Regions from separate parts of the Mus musculus genome. Here all the other regions are linked to region 2. The links are chromatin contacts, called in public HiCAR-type and promoter capture Hi-C maps. All regions are on one chromosome and are shown on one strand. The core of a region is the stretch at or near the end of the contact, and the rest is flanking DNA. Distances in the headings are between cores, read along the strand shown. Region 1 holds the start of Pnliprp2 (pancreatic lipase-related protein 2). Region 2 holds the start of Prlhr (prolactin releasing hormone receptor). Region 3 holds the start of Vax1 (ventral anterior homeobox 1).

What was found. Promoter capture Hi-C pulls out the DNA fragments that hold promoters and counts their contacts. HiCAR-type assays count read pairs that join an accessible place to other places.
Region 1: a promoter capture Hi-C map of embryonic stem cells shows a contact between it and region 2, with 11 times the contacts expected there. The contact joins the promoter of Pnliprp2 here to the promoter of Prlhr in region 2.
Region 3: a contact with region 2 is called in a HiCAR-type map of astrocytes, with 2.1 times the contacts expected there. The contact joins the promoter of Vax1 here to the promoter of Prlhr in region 2.

Annotation. Positions count from the first base shown.
Region 1 is chr19:58,757,870-58,761,582 of GRCm38.p6, forward strand. It overlaps Pnliprp2 (pancreatic lipase-related protein 2), which reads left to right and starts at 1,854. Exons shown (of 12, transcript NM_011128.2): 1 at 1,854-2,007; 2 at 2,484-2,638; 3 at 3,697-3,713. The coding sequence starts at 1,920.
Region 2 is chr19:60,466,232-60,469,717 of GRCm38.p6, forward strand. It overlaps Prlhr (prolactin releasing hormone receptor), which reads right to left and starts at 2,073. Exons shown (of 1, transcript NM_201615.2): 1 at 502-2,073. The coding sequence starts at 1,895. The coding sequence ends at 783.
Region 3 is chr19:59,168,803-59,172,667 of GRCm38.p6, forward strand. It overlaps Vax1 (ventral anterior homeobox 1), which reads right to left and starts at 1,595. Exons shown (of 3, transcript NM_009501.3): 1 at 987-1,595. The coding sequence starts at 1,227. It overlaps 4930442E04Rik (RIKEN cDNA 4930442E04 gene), which reads left to right and starts at 2,979. Exons shown (of 2, transcript NR_167767.1): 1 at 2,979-3,443.

The DNA of each region.
Region 1 (3,713 bases), core at 604-3,103, 1.7 Mb before region 2:
AGGAACCAAATGAGATAAAATTCAGTGTTAACAACTGGGATCAAAAAGCACCTAAGGTCCACTTAATCTTAGAAACCAGGGGCAAGGGCTTTGTGCCCTTGCCATAGTTCCTATTCTAGTCTATTGTATAGTCCACCTTCCCCCTAGGCCATAGTAAATACTTGTGTATGGGTGTAACTCAGCTATCTATAGTTCTAAGTATCTACTCTGGTTCCTTCTTAGATCACAAACTTCCTTCTTCCTAGATAATGATAAATTCCTGTGTAGGGCAGTGACTTAGCTATCCATGTCCAAGGTCGGATCAAGGACTGCCTAGAATCTAACTTAGCTATATGTCAAAAAAAATCAATCCTTAGGAGCACTTGTGATAAAGCAATATTAAGGGAAAGCACACAGATCTGTTTACCAACTAAAGCAAGGACATTGGAGCATTCTTTATACAGGATGCCACGATTCCAGGAGACTAATTTTCCGTGAACTTTTCGCCTTGGGACAGTGCCCAGGTTTTTGGGGCCTGTTGCACTTGTCACTACTGGAGTGGATGTAGCACAAAACCCCTGAGCAGTTTTCTAGTGAGTTTAGCCTTTGGAAAGTGTTTCCTCACATGGCATAAATCTGTTTTATCGGACTTCTGGAAGTGAGGATGACCATGTCCTATCCTTGGCCTTCGGAACAAAACCTGGAACCTGGGAATAACAAGAAAGACTTCTCACATTACAGGAACTGTAACTCTGGTGTCTAGCTCTCCCTCAGAGCAGTGTGTGCCAGGAGAGCCACCACTGTTCTCTATGGAGATGTTTCCCTTGATTCTTTGACTGATCTGTAGCTGGAGCCATGGTCACACTCAACCAGGCCTAGGAGTTGCTCACGTATTCAGAAGAGGTGGGGGTGGGGGGGAGGACTGCTGATGCCAAGGCACTCTGTAGAAAGCCACACAGCTACCTGTGCTGTCTCAGCAGCTATCCGCGACCCTTCAGTGATGTCTGTCCCCCTTGGTCAGAGACTGGAATCAAGGGCATTGAGTTGACCACAGCCTCAGTACCAGATGGGCTGCCTAGCTTAGTGAAGCCTGGGCAAGCGGAGAACATCTGAGGGCTGTTAAAGCTAGGAAATGCCAACTTGGATACTTTCCCACTGTATATCCTTCAGTGTGTCCACGCAATGCCAACTTGAAACACGGCAGGGTGGCACCTGGCTACTCACTCAGGACGGCTTCTTAGCTCTGAAGGAAAGAAAACATTTCCACTTCTTATCTCCAGGTCAAAGTACCACAGGTGCTTTGCAAATGGCAAAGATTGTTTCTAAACAAACCTGGTTGGAAACAAAGTCACTGGTATGGCTATCTCCTTCTGTACCCTCTGTGCCTTTCCAGCCTCTTTCTGAGTTCACTGAGGCTGAGGACTGCTGCCCACCTGTTCCACCCCTCAAGTGACCAAGTTGTGTATCTTCACAAATACTCCTTTTCATTGTTTATGATAACTGGGGTTCAGAGCACTCATGTGCAGCTTTATCTCTCCTGCCCTGTTATTTCTTCAATGGAGTTCAAAAAAGAAAACTTGTTTATAAAGGGTCATGGCCTCTGGTCATAACTATACATCCCAGTGTACCACAGTAAATCATAGTGACACCTGAACAAGGAGAGAAGCTGGGCTTAGGGCCAAAAGGGGAGGTGACTTCAGGAGAAGACTTTGAGCCGGAAGGTCCCAGGGTGGTGCTGCCACGATCATTAAACTCTGGGAGGCCTCAGCATCCGGTCCCGCCCACTGGGGATAGCCCCACCTACACAGCCTCCCGTACCGCCCACCCGGGACAGCCCCACCTACACAGGCTGCCGGTCTTCTAGTTGTTCACATTCCCCAGTGCACTCCAGAACCAACTGCCTCTTTGGGTCCAGCCTCTGCTGGCCTCATCCCTATCCTATGCCTATGGATGTCCGTGGATGTCTGTTTCCATCCGTGCAGATGTTGCTCTGCTGGCTCGTCAGCCTTCTGCTGGCCACAGTCGGAGGTGAGGATGCTGTCACCATCCCTCTAGAGGAAAGATGATGTCCTGAGCTTGATATCATGGAGACTGAGATGGATAAATGGCATGTCATGCTTAGTAAGAACTTAATGTTTAAGTAGTAATTAGTTCATGCTAAGTAGTAAGTACTTAACGTGAAGAACTGTGTGACTTGCACTGAGCTGCCTGGCAGCTTCCTGTGCTATTTTATCATAGGTGGATGTGCTTTGAGTTTTGCCTGTGGGCAAGGGTGCTTACTAAACATGCCATTGAAGGACAAACCTAGGACCCTCAGGGTAGAGTGTCTGAGAAAGAAACCTGGAAGTGTGTATGTGTTAGATGTGTCCAGCACCCAACAGCTCTTACAAGTGCAGAAGATCCAGGGTCCACCTGGAAACCCTTCCTGTGACAGATGATATTACTCCTTCCCAGAACCTTATGCCTGTCCTGTTTGTGGTTTGTTCTCCCCCCGCCCCCTCCAGGGAAAGAGGTTTGCTATGGACACCTTGGATGCTTTTCCAATGACAAGCCCTGGGCAGGGATGATTCAGCGGCCTTCGAAGATATTCCCTTGGTCCCCAGAGGACATTGATACCCGCTTTCTTCTGTACACAAACGAGAATCCAAACAACTACCAAGTAAGTGTGGGCATGGAGTGCCTGTGTTGGGTGACAGGAGTCAGTATGAACCACATACTGGGGCCACTAAGTGGCTGGCTAGGGCATAATTAACACTTTGGGACTGTCCTAGTGTGGGAGTTCTTGTCTCTAAGGGTCATAAGCCTTGAGTATCTCAGAAAATATACAAATAAAATACCAAAGTGTACACGGGGACATTTATGGAGAAGCCCAGGCAGAACCCATCTAAGCACTCCATCCCTTCTCTCATGGAGCAATAATATATGCATAGCCTTCCCAGGATGATACAAGACAGGAAAGGAAGACATGCAATTCAACACAAAGGATTTGAAAATATGAGGTCTCTGGGGAGATTATCAGAACAGGCCTATTCCAGATGGTCAGGTGACCAGGGAGTTCTTTTAAACGATGACATTGCTATGAGTTTAAGTAGTTCAAGCTTTGGCCCCTGGCAGGTGGGTCTATCTCTGGGTGCCTGGGGTTATCTACTACGGGACTTAGTTCCTCCATCTTGGAAACTATGTAGACACAATGGCCATTCCTGTCTTTATTGTCTTATCTTTCTAGCATTTGCTGGCATAAGAGTCCCCAGCAAACCTGTGGGCATATGGAAGTCTATGTTGAAGTACCAGGCTCCCCAAGCTGGAGCTCAGGCCCTGTGGCTTCTAGACAAGAGTTTTCTACCTTCCTTATTCCAGGAATCTCTTTAGCTACCCGAGGAAGCCTGCAGGCCCTTCTCAGGATAGCATGTCCAAATAGACACAATAAAATGTAATGGACTACAAAGAAAATCAGAGATTGAAAACAGTCATCAGCATGTGAGAAAGACAGAAAATATGTAGCATAGTATTAAATGTGCAATTTTATCATCTCAGTAAAGACTGATCTGGTTCAAGCTTCATGAAGACGGACAGTCAGAGAACATGCGCTTTCCAGATTCACAGGACTCAGCCACAGGGTTCTAGACCTGGGATCTCACTGGTCCCATCGGTCTGGCTGCCGCAGGTCTGCAGATGGGCCAGGACAACATTCAAATTCATCTTCTCTAATTTAACCAGATAATCTCTGCCACCGA
Region 2 (3,486 bases), core at 823-3,322:
GATCCCTTTTCCTCCATTTCTTGGGTCATGGGCTCACAGACATGCACACCCTGTTGTGCAAGACTTGAACCCAGGGCTAGGTGAGCTGTCTACTTACTGACCTGCTTCCTTTATCCTTTCAATATGGTAGCTGAGGAGTTGGAAAGAAGACAAGAATAACACCTCCTGAAATGTAACCTGAAACTGGATTTGTTCTATAAATCCAAATGATTTTAAAATGAAAATCTTTTTGGAACATAAAGATCTTACTCAGGAAATGTTAAAAACCTGGATATTGATTTGGGATCATAGTATGATCTGAAATCAAAGTGAATCCAAGGCTCAGGTAGACAAAACAGTCATTATATCTCAGCTGGGGCCTTTTAAAAAGGTAAAGTGAAAATCTTCACCAACTCCAACACCACATTTAAATTCCACCCACAGTGTACGCAAAGAAAAAAAGAAAGAAAGAAAGAAAGAAAGAAAGAAAGAAAGAAAGAAAGAAAGAAAGAAAGAAAGAGAGAAAGAAAGACCTGCTACTGATTTATTTTTCTGAACCCAGAAAAATAGCTGTTTTGCTTTCAGGGGTAGACCTGATAAATCTGCTTCTCTCTCTCTCCCCAGGCTCTTCTGCTCCAAAGCCCACCTAACATTTCACAGAAACACAAAAACCAGACAAATCAAAAGGGCTGGGTGGGAATTCGCATGTGTTGGCTTAACTTTGGTGCTGGGAATAAGATCTCACGACGACCTCTGGGGCTAAGGGATATGAATTTCCCCAGCTCGGACCTGGCAGAGCGACATCAGATGACCACGCTGACAGTCATGTTCTGGCCATGAGGCACAATCTTGCGGGGCCAGGACAGCAGCATCTTGCGCAGCTCCTCTCGAAAGCTGTCGTGCAGCCATGCATAGATGAAGGGGTTGTAGCAGGCGGAGCTCATAGCAAGCCAGTGGCAGAGTAGCTGCACCAGCCCGAAGGCGTAGGGGTCGATGGCACGCGGGTCCAGGTCTCGCAATAGGTTGAAAATGTGCAGCGGCAGCCAGCAGACCGCGAACACTACCACCACCACCACCAGCAGACAGAAAGTGCGGCGGCGACGCGCTCGGTCCCAGTCAGCTTGACTCTGGGTCACGCTGCCAGGCACCACGCGGTTCCTCAGCTTCACTGACACCCGTACGTAAGACAGGAGGATGGCCAGCAGGGGGAGCAAATAGGTGCCCAGAAGCAGCCCCCAGGCGTAGATCTGGCGTTGGCGCTCCTGCGAGCCCCAGAACTCCTCGCAGAGGCTCACGTCGTGGGGCTTGAGCTCCACATGGTAGGTGTGCACCGCGGCCGGCAGCGCCAGCACTGCAGATAGAGCCCAGATGCCCAGCACCGCGTAGGCGCTGAGCCTCAGTGAAATGCGCCGACGTAGCGGGTGCACCAGAACCACATAGCGGTCCAAGGCGATTGTGGTGAGTGTGAACACCGATACATAGACGGTGACCGGCTGCAGGAAGAAAACCAGATGACACAGGCCTCCACCGAACACCCAGCCCCGAGGTTCAAAGGCATAAGCTAGCGTGAGAGGCACACAGGCGGCACACATGAGCACGTCGGACAAGGCCAGGTTGCCAATGAGGAAGTTGGTCACGTTGTGCAGCCGGCGCACGCGCGCGATCACCAGCACAAGCAGGCAGTTGCCCACCAGACCCACGACCACCACGATGCTGTACAGCATCACGATCAACCCCTTCAGCTGGTGCACCAGCTGCAGGCTCTGGAACGGCGTGACTGCTGCAGCTCGGGGAACCGTTGCAGACAGGTTGCCCTCCGAGGCCTCTGCGCTCTGGTTGGCTGGAGTCGAGCTAGCTGGCAACAGCCCAGAAGACAAATCGGGGTCTCCAGTGGTCTCAGTGGACAGTGAGGTCATGGCTACCTGTTCAAAGGTAATCAAAGTTGTCACTTTCCATCTTCCCTCGTGTACCTTTTCCCACCACCCAACTCCTCTCTTGGACACAAGACCCAGAACATCAAGCGCAATGAATGTTGTCCTTCCAGTTCTATAAAAATAAGCCTAACACAGGTTCTTTAAACAGCTCCTATTCGTGGATAGCTCTCGCGGTCCCCGGAAGGCAGACCGGGGAGCTGGCCCTACCTGTGAGCAGGCTTGGCTGGCGGGAAAAGGCTCTCAAAGGCGGGAGCAGACCGCCTGCTGTTCCTCAGGGGTCCTCAGCCAACAATGGACGCTCGCTCGGGTTGCTCTCTTCTACTAACGGATTCAGTAGTTCCCAGTGGGTCAGCAGCTTGTGAGGGGTCTGGGAGCTCCTCCCCTCCACCTCTTCCTGACTTCAGCTCTCCCTTCAATGGAAGATGGGGGCGGAGCTTACTGCCCAACTCTGTGCTTAAGAGGAGCAGCATGTGTAGTAGGAATAAGCAAGAAAGGGGGTGGGGCCAGGAACCTGGGCCCCACGCTCCAGGGTGATCTCCACTTCGGAAGTGTGCAGTGCCCCTGGAGAAGCTGTTCCAGAGGGGCGTGTCCCAGGGGATGACAGAGGAGGTGCGGGAAGCGCCAATTTGTGATGTCCACCAGGTGTAGTCTCCAAAGGCTGAGAGGATTTGGAAATAGGGAAATGTAGATAAACTAGGGAGTGAAGGGAAGTCCTCACAGGACAGCTCCAGATCCTGCAGAGCTCCAACTGCAGCTGACAGAGTCGCTAGAGTTTGGGGTCTAGCAGAGCTTTGTTATGCTGCACCTGTCGCTGGTCAGGGATTTTAGGGCTCTAGCACTCCAGTGTATCCTTTGAGCCTTTTGCAGGTGTGGTGGCCAGAGTTTCCTCTCAAAGGGAAAAAATCAGCACCACGGGCAGCTCCCCAGTGCTGTGTGGGTACGGCGCAAGGGGGCTCGCGACAATCGAAATTACTGCAGCTCTGTGGATCTGAGGCTTGCTCCCTGGAGCAAAAAAAAAAAAAGAAGTGCAGGATGGAGATTGAAGGGTGACTTTGGCTCCGATATGGATCATCACCAGGGACCGTGCCATCATTTACCTCCCTAGCTCAGAAAAACGCAGCCATCAGGCCAGTTTGTGCTCTATAAATTCACCCCAATATCTGAACCCTGCCACTCTTTGCTCATTTCTCTTTGTCGCTACAGCAACCCAAGGCGCCACCTGTCCTAGCAGAGATTGTTGAGTTCCTGACTTTCTTGTCCTCCTAGAATAAAAGCCCTTCCTATGTCGGTTTAGATATTTTTTTCTTTTTTACGTACTAGCGGTTGCAGGGTTTCAGAAAGAATAACAAAGGTGACATTTGAAAAGGTTAAGTTTCATAAGATCTTTAGTAGCATGAAGTTGTCACTGAAATATAAGTTAAGCTGCACAGTGAGAGGTCTGTCAGGAAAGGGGCTTTGTAACCACCCTGTTCAGAAGCCAGGGCTTCTGAAGGAGGCTGAGTTTCAATGTCTAGTCCTCTCTGGTAAGCCCTACTTTAGCCTCTGGGGCTTCAGATATCTCAGTTCTACTAGA
Region 3 (3,865 bases), core at 345-2,844, 1.3 Mb before region 2:
TGTATGGAGGCCAAGGGGGCTAACTTCATACTATTAACTGGGAGAGTAACCAGACTGTCTCTGAAGAGTTCTCCCAGACACCGGAGGAGGAAACAAACAAACAATAAAAAACAAGAACAAAAACAAAAACAACAACAACAACAAAAAACAAACCTGAATTCCAAATAGGTAAATGCTCCTTCCGGCCTAGGGGGCCTCTGGTGTGTGATCCGAGTCCCCAGTAGCCCAAAGGGGCTCTTACTGGTAACCCCACCTCCCAGTATGGTCCCAGATTGCAGGGCAGCCTGCACTCCTGTGGTCCCCACCCTTACCCCGGGTCTCCGGCCCGCTTCAGTCCAGACAGCAGAAGGAGGAGGGACTGAATGTCGGCTTGCGGGGCCTGGCTAACAGCTAGCGGGGGCGGCGCCGGCTGAAGCTGGGCCTCAGCGCCACCAGTGCCCGGGAGGAGCGCACACCGCTCCTTGAGCGAGGACGAGCGAAGCAAAGAGGCGGCATTCGCAGACCTGCGACGCAGGTCGGCGATCTCTCTAGGCCACTGCAGCCAGGCCAGGAGCGCAGCGCCAGGGCCCTCAGCCCTACCAGCTAACTGGCTGGCTCTGGCCAGCGGCGGGAGGCTACGGGTCCTAGCCCACTGCTCCATCGGGTGCGCTCTGCCCTCCATGGCACACACGCCTGCAGGCCGGAGGACGCGCGCACGTTCCCCTGGAGGAGCTGGGTCCGAGCCCCAGCTTGGTGGCCGGTCCACAGTCACGGTCTGGATTCCTTCCCGCAACCGTGCTGCGGGGCCCCTCCGGACTGCTAGGGCCCAGAAAGAGCGCTTTGAGAGGAGCCCCAGGCACAGGTCCCCGCGACCGACCGGACCCAAGAAAGAAAAGGGCCAACAACAACTTTCTCCCAAGTCCTCGCCAGCCCTAAGCAGCGACGCGAAGCTGCGGCAGGGGAATTACCCCGAAAAGAACGCGTTCCAAAGCCCTGCCCATCCCTACCTCGGACTAGGATCCGGCGACAGTAATCTGGGTCCGCTGAGGAATTGGATTTACTTTTGTTACAATCTTCCGAAGCGCCAGACCCGGAAAAGGCGCCCTGCGGCTCCTTGAGGAAGGCGGCCGGAAGGCTCCCCTCGGCGCCCTTGATCTCCCGGCTCTCCTTGTGCGCGTTCTTCGAGACCCTGGCGGCCTCGGTGTCCGAGTGGCACCGGACGTCCATTTTGTCTGGTTTCCCGAACATAGGCAAAAAGAAAGAAAGAAAGAAAACAACAACAAAAACAAAAAAACACAGAAAAGAAGGAGGGTGGGAAAAGAAGAAGCAAAAGGGGACAAAACCCCTACAACGCAGCACCTAAGCTCGGTCGCCCGCCAGAATGAATGTCCCCGCGGGGTGGCTTCGGCGGCCGCGGAGGGTCAGCGCAGACAGGAGAGTGGCGCGCTGGTAGAGAGGCGGCGGGTCTTGTCCAGGATCCCGGTGGCGAGGCCGCCTCGTCAGCGCCCGCGTCCTTTGAGCACGTCCAGTGTCCCCAGCCTGGCGATCAGGTAGCGAACAGCGCAACTCCGAAACGCTGCGGCTCCGCCTGTTACTGAGACGGCCGAGTTGTGGTTGTCCGACACCCGGGGGGGACGCACACTCGCTGTTGCAATTGATTACGGGTAATTTCGCAGCCCCCACGTTTCAGTTACCTCACGAATACACTAAATTGTTTGGATAATATATCAGATCGTAATGGATGGTTTCTGTCCTTGTCCCCAATCAAGTAGGGGTTTAGCCAGTGAATAAACGGAAATGATTGGTCTTGCTTTCGGGAAACACAATCAAAGACCCACACTTCCAGAAAAACTTTTGACAAGATTCATCCTGAATTGCTAACACCATTAGCAGGCATTATTAACTTTCTCTTTGCCTTTGACCGTCCTGCTCACATACTGGCTAAAGGGGGGTTCCTCTAGACTCTCCAGATAGAGCCAGATGGGGGGGGGTTACCCCCTCAGTCCCTGTAGCTATAGAAAGCAGTTGCCTCTGGGTGGGGAAAGAAGGGGGGAGGAGAAAAGTTTCCCCCTAAAGTCTCTCCCCCACACTCCAAAAAAGCCAAGCTTTCTCCCCAAGCGACTCCTTAACACACCTCGACGTTGACAGCCATCTTAAACTGCCGCCCCTCTTCCTGTAGCCCCAGTTGGATTTTTTTCATGCCTGCACCTCCAGCGGCCCTGAGGCAGCCCATTCAAAGGGCAGCTTTGTACTCAGAGTGGGGGGGGGGGGGTAGAGGGAGGGAGGAATACGAGAGAGAGAGAGAGAGAGAGAGAGAGAGAGAGAGAGAGAGCAAAAAATCTCAACTGTGAGATCTGCTTCAAAAAAAAAGTTTCCCCCTAGCTATTTCATTGTCTTGCTACAATGTCTTTGAGAAAAGCAACAGCCAGTAATCCAATAACAGCATTGATTAGGCCACAATGATTCAATTCAAGCGCATGGCCTTGTGCAAGGAGCTTGCTCCAGCCCTTCTCGTCACCTTGCCGGGGCAGAAGCCCTCTCCACGCCGCTCTCCCCATTCATTCCTTTATGGGAAATGCGGAGCAAAAGGAGTGAAAGATGGCAATTATCTAATTGGACTATTAACAAACAGTCCTCTGAGTGCGGCGGTCTGGCGTGGCTCCTGGGCGGGGGAAGGGCCGTGTTCCCGGCCCTCATTCACAAAGAGTGCAGGGGCCGCGGAGGAAAGGGGGTTTTTAAAAGGGAGTGGGGGGGGGGAGGCGAGGAGAGGTGGGAGGTTTGGCTGAGAATTTTTCCACACAATTCCAAGAATGGGGCGGAGGCGGGCGGGGGAGGGGCGGGGGTCTGGGCGAGAGGGTGGGAGGCACAAAGTGAGTGGGGAGGACAGCGAGTGTGTGTGGCGGCCTCCGAGGGGCTCTGCGCCCGCCCCACAGTCCGGCTGTCACCTCCCGGCCACCACCGCGGTCCCTCGAGACTGCTGAACGTGGAGGGGGTGGGCCGAGCCGGGTAACAACGCTCCTCTCCAAGCCACCTCCGGCCGGTCTCTTAGGAGCAATCGCGTTTGGTCTGTTCCCAAGGTTTCTGTGGCACTCAGGCAGACCTTGGGGAGTTGACTTTATATGATTGGGGATACTTGGGGTGATTATGTTGAGTGATGTTCACTGAGCGGGGAGTATCCCGGGGACAGATTGAGAGCCCAAAGATATAGATCTCTGCGGGAGCTGTCCTCAGGCGGGACGCCTCTGTGAGACCCGGCCCGCAAGTGCCTAGAACTTCTACCCCACAGGAACGCAAGGAAGCGGAAAGAAGAAAAGGGTCTCTCCTTGGCGAGCTAGCCGGCCGACTGGAGAAGTGCGGTACGCCCACTGCCTTGGCCCCAACGACTACACCTGTGAAGGAGGATTCCTGAGGCTTCGGATGGGTGCCCTTGCTGAGATCCGTCGGGAGTACTGCTCCGGGTGCAGGTCCGGAATTCCAGCCCAAACACACACACACACACACACACACACACACACACACACACACACACCAGGCGGTAGGCAGAACGGAATAACCTGCGTGAAGTGTCCGGACTCCTGCTTAGCGGCAAGTGGGAGTCCCCACTCTGACTTTAAAAACCTTGAAGAATTATTGAGACCCCAACAACAGTCCAGATAGAAATCGACCATCTTAGATGGTTCAGGCCCCTAGGCCTTGGGACTCTGCAGCCTCCTAGTTACCGGGAGGACACCTACTACACGAGAAGTCAAAGGCCTGGAAGGAAGTCTTTTTAAAAAATAAAAGTGGCCAGCTCACCATTTCAGATTTCTTGGGAGCTGGCCCTGCCCCTTCATTTGAACCCTGGAGCAGCTGATTGTTTGTTTTGAGCACTCCCATATTGGGTGTC